Linked DNA regions of Gossypium hirsutum: region 1 is linked to region 2. The links are chromatin contacts, called in public Hi-C maps. All regions are on one chromosome and are shown on one strand. The core of a region is the stretch at or near the end of the contact, and the rest is flanking DNA. Distances in the headings are between cores, read along the strand shown.

What was found. Hi-C and Micro-C count contacts between places; a contact is called where the count stands out from the background.
Region 1: a contact with region 2 is called in a Hi-C map of leaf, with 4 times the contacts expected there. The contact joins the promoter of LOC107910706 here to the promoter of LOC107910708 in region 2. A contact is called at or near these places in 13 of 34 Hi-C or Micro-C datasets (anther, callus, cotyledon and 3 more).

Annotation. Positions count from the first base shown.
Region 1 is chrD02:23,203,777-23,206,476 of Gossypium_hirsutum_v2.1, reverse strand. LOC107910706 reads right to left here and starts at 1,357. Exons shown (of 2, transcript XM_016838666.2): 1 at 371-1,357; 2 at 19-264. The coding sequence starts at 1,047. The coding sequence ends at 412.
Region 2 is chrD02:22,994,187-22,996,886 of Gossypium_hirsutum_v2.1, reverse strand. LOC107910708 (receptor protein kinase CLAVATA1) reads left to right here and starts at 1,307. Exons shown (of 2, transcript XM_016838668.2): 1 at 1,307-2,700. The coding sequence starts at 1,818.

The DNA of each region.
Region 1 (2,700 bases), core at 108-2,607, 210 kb before region 2:
TAATGTGGCAATCGTCTGTTCAGAAACAGCCTTAAGATTATCAAACACAAGAAAATGGCAAAGCCTTACACATATAGCTTTTATATGTTCACCCCCGATTCAAAAACAAGGCGGTGATCGCATTATGATCAGCATAGGATCTAAATTACAATATACTTAATACGCTATAAAAGAAAATGGAAAAAGTTGAACAAACTATTGACCCAAAGCCTTAGAACTCAGAAGCAAGCACACTTCTTATCCACTCTAGTTTTTCTTTTATTCCTGCACCTCAGCTCAAAAAAACTATGAGGTATCTTTATAATTTCCCATGACATGAGACAATTAAGGAGAAAAACTAGAAAAAGGAAGAACAGAAGTTACTGCTTACCCTTAATTATTGTTCACGCCTTTATTTACGGAAAAGACCCTTCAAGGGAGACGTAGGAGTCGTCGGAGATTGTCAGTGGCTCCATCATCGACTCCTCCACCAGCTTCAGCCTTGCAGCCAAGCTTTGGTCTAAGCGAAAAGCTGGGCAAAGGCAAGCTGCTAGGTGGTGGAGAGAGTGTAAAGATAGAACTTGAAAGCCTCTCCAAATCTCTCGCAGCCGCCTGGGGTCCTCCTGATGCCATGACAAAGGGCTTACTAATTGCACCTTGTGCTTTTTTTCCCTCCGTTGGTCTGGTTTGAAGTTTCTTTGGCTCTCCTACTGATTTGCCACTGAGTTGCTTCGATTTTGATCTCTTTGGAGGGGTCAGAGATTGGTCTTTGTATCTGTTGCTTTTGAGGTTAGATGGAGAAGATGAAAGGGGTGGGGTTCGAGAAGGGAGCGACGTATGAAGAGGTTTATTAGGGAGTGGAAGTGGAAGGAGAGGTGGTTGATGCTGAGCCTGATAGAATGGATAAGAGAAGGAAAGAGACGGTGGAGGAGCCAAAAAGAGGCCTCCTCCCCCCCCATGGATGATGCTTGTGTGAGCTCCACTACTATGTCTCCTTGGAATGTTCTTGAGTTGCTTGTTTGGAGAAACAGATTTCTCAGCTGAAGATGACAAGAAAATCCCATCCATAATACTACTGGGTTTTGCTTTGGCAAACAACGAACAAGCTTTTTCAATATCAAACAAAAAGAGGCGATGATCTTCGAAATAATATGATCAAAAGCCTGAAGCCAAAAACATGCTCAAGATATATATATTTCAGAGGAAATCTTTACAGATTTTCTCAATGAAAAGTAAAAAAGAAAAAGAATATTGGTTAGGAAATGCTATTGATAAACAGAAAATAGATACAAAATCGATTTCGATCCCAGAGGGATCCGAAATGGTTTGGATTTTTAATTTATTCTACTTTTCTTCCAGACTTTCATGTGTTTAAAAGTCTGTGCCTCTTTTTATACAAGTAATAAACTCCACGTCTCCAACGGCTACTTTATTTTTTTATTGTAATTTACTTTTCGTTAAAATTGTCTGTTAGGCCCTATACTTTTGATAAAATTTGAGATTTATTTTGTATACTTAAAAGGTTAGAAATTAAGCCCTTTAACTGTTTTGATCTAAAAATCTCAATCCAATCATTAAAATAGTAAGTATTTTTTTTGTCAAAATTTACCAATTTAGCATGTTGATTAAGTTGCCCTCATGTGACATATCATATGAGTGAAAATAAAATGAAAATAAACATTTTAGCATATGATAATTATTGGATTAAGATTTTTAAATTGAAAAAGTAAGAGAATTGAACTTTTAAATTTTAAAATATAGGGAGTAAATATCAAAATTTATAGAAAAGCAGGGACTAGTAACATACTTTGTCCTTTACTTTTTTCATTTTCTTTATAATAAAAATGTTACCACAGACTCCTAATTTACCGACAGTTCAAGACTTGGGAAACACTGTTGGGCGGCAGCCGTCAATTCGATTTACACCGTTGGATCGAATAATTAGAAATAACCGGTGAGGAGATACCAGCCGTTGATCATTCCCTCCATCTAAGATGTTGGTCTGGTTTGAAAGGGACTTGAAAGAATCCTAGCAATACACGTATCCCACTTGGCGGGACCCAAGACTATTTTATGACCACCTCATGCAAGAACAACACATAAATAGAAAATAGGAGTAAAATATTAAATATTTTATGTGATAATACAGTGCAAGACCTGAAGGGATTGGTATACGTGGCAGCAGGCCAGCCAGTCTTGATGAGAATTTCCGGTCCATTATTGGTCGGTGCCATGCACGTGACCTTCATTCACGTCTATTAATTTTGATGTAAACGATGTATAACGACGTCTATGTCAATTTAAAATATAGTTCATGCCTAATTTATATACGCGAGTTTTTAAGTTTCATAATGAGAGTTTTGGTCCAGTTAGTCCTAATTGGTTTTAGTTTGAACTATATCAGTTTTTAATTTGTTTAGATTATAATAATTTAATTGTATAGTTCGTCTATAATAATTTAATACTTGTAATTACTTATACTTATATTTATAATTATATTGTATTTGTTATAATTCATAAATATAAAAAAAAACTGAAAAGATATGTATTTGTATTTTGTGCAATCATCATATTCATGGTATTATATATATTTAAAAATTTTAAATATTTATAACTCCTCTATATAAAAATTTTCACTATTTAATATTTAAACATTTGGCGAAGTTAGTGTTACTGTCATCAACTCGGTAATGAAATTATAGAAATATCTTTATTTTAAAC
Region 2 (2,700 bases), core at 58-2,557:
CACTTGTACTGATACAAATTTTGACTCGTAGTACCAAACATTTACTATCAAGATTAGGGGTGATTTTGATTTAGGTCAATCAAGTTTTTAAAATTTTCTAAACCATCCATCATAATTCGTTTCAGTTCGATTTGGTTCTCAATTTTTTTATATTAATTTATTGTTTTAATGTTTAGATTTATTTTGATAAAATGAGATTTGTTTAATGGTTTTTGAATATTATTTTAAAAAAATTAGATGTTTTTCATAAATATTTCTTAAAAATAATAATTTTTTAAGAACTTTTAAATTATTAACTATTTTAAATATAAAATATTTATTTTTATATCATAAAAATTAAAAATAATTATATATAAATAAAAAATAAAATTCAATTTAACTTCAAATAATCGTAATTTTTTAACTTACTTTTCATAAACTGTCTAAATATCTCAATTTGAATTGATTTTTATTCTTAACCCTAGTGAGGGTTAAGCTTCATCTTTTATTGTTCTTCCCTATACTCCTGAAATTTGGACTCTAAAATTAAATTGAACCTTCATTTACAAAAAATTAAATATCCATTTACTCTTTAAACTATACCTTATCTCACAATGTAGCATATCTATATTCATGATATAGTCATGTTTGCATTATCTTTTTCATGAACACTATCATATGTTATTTTCTAACATAATTTATTTTTTTCCCTTGGAAGTTTTCTAACAAGCTAATGGCCCAATCATAAATGTTGCTTAAACAAGAAGACAAATATTTGAATGAGATGATGAAGAGATTCTACTGTGGATGTCAAAGCACTTGGATGGTTAGAAGAAGTTGCAGAATACTTGGGTTGGTCCATGAACCATTGCATAAGGGATAGGGAAGGAAGCAAAAGGAGAAGTTAGTGCAGAGGCAATCGACAATGGTCCCCTATTTTGTGGACGGTCCCGATCGGAGAAAAGAACAAAAAGAGTGGACTTTTAGCTCACTGCCAAAAAGGAGTCAGAGGAGAAAAAGGTGTTTCTTCGGGAAAGGACATTCACAGCCTTTAATCTGGGCCCAGCAATTGACCCCCAAAGCCCATCCCCTGTCTTCATCACTCCCCCAAAAGACAAAATCCACATTCATCTTTCATCATCCCAAATGCTCAAAATAATACTAAGATATATATGTTCTAATATTTTTACCAAGCTCAACCTAGTGAATTTGATAGTTTTTCCCAGTGATTTTTTTCTTTCAGAAAAAGAAAAAACAACTGGCGTCTGACAGTAATGCAGTGGGCAGCTGCATTTATAATAGGGCCAGTCTTTAGAACCGGCAGATCACGCCGTCAAACCAGATGAGTATAGTACCCTTAGCAATTCACAGTCTCTAAGCCCCACGTAAAATAGTACCCTTCATCAACTCCGTCCCGAGTTAACGTTTCAGTCGTTCTTCTTGCTGCCATGGGGACCCTCCCTCCCTCCCTCCCTCCCTCATGTTTGACTCACAGAGCTGACAAGCTTTAAAAACTAGTAAATTCAACGTTAACCCTTTCTGTGTTCTACCATTTTTCAATTCCATGTAGTGTACGATGCGAACCATGGGCCATACAGTATTGCCGTGTCTTTAGCGGTTTCATGCAGTCCAGACTCCCCTCCTTTTACACACCCTCTCCCTGACTTTTTCAGAATTCAGATTTTGTATTTGTTTATTTCATATCCAACATTTGATGCTTTGGGAACTACGATCCTCTTTGCGATCCACTATACAGTACAACTCTATTTAACGTAGTGAGCTACTGATAGTAAAGCCTTCACCTCTCTCTGATCGCAGGAAAATAGAAGAACACTGAAATGAGAAGCTTTTACAGTTATCTTCTCTGTGTTTTCTCGAGTCTTCTACTACCCTTCTCAGCCATCGTCTATGGTTACAGTGATCTTGAAGTTCTGTTGCTGCTCAAGTCTTCAATGATTGGACCAAAAGGTTCGGGACTCGAGAACTGGGAATTCTCTTCATCTCCATCAGCACATTGCCGTTTCTCTGGTGTTCAATGCGATGAGGATTTCAGTGTTGTTGCTCTGAACGTGTCGTTTGCTCCTCTCTTTGGCACCATTCCTCCTGAAATTGGGCTTCTCAACAAGCTCGTCAACCTCACTATTTCTTCCGATAGTCTTACGGGGAGGATTCCGGTGGAGATGGGTAATTTGACTTCTCTTAAGATATTCAACATCTCCAACAATGTTTTCCAAGGCAGTTTCCCTGGAGAAATCTTTGCAGGCATGACTCACCTCGAGATTCTCGATGCTTATAACAATAACTTCACGGGTGTTCTTCCCATTGAGGTCGTCAATCTTAAATATCTCAAGCATTTATCTTTCGGAGGAAACTTTTTTATGGGAGAGATACCGGAGGAGTACTCTGAAATCCAGAGCTTGGAATATTTGGGTCTTAATGGCATCGGTTTAACAGGGAAAACTCCTTCCTTTTTGGCTCGTTTAACAAACCTCAAATACTTGGTAATCGGATACTTCAACGCCTACGATGGAGGCATTCCACCTGAGTATGGGTCATTGAGTCAACTCGAACTTCTCGACATGGCAAGCTGTAACCTAACCGGTGAGATTCCTTCGAGTTTGAGCAATTTGAAACACTTGCACTCGTTGTTCCTTCAACTCAACCGTCTCACCGGGCGTATCCCTTCTCAACTCTCTGGTTTAATCAGCTTGAAATCGCTTG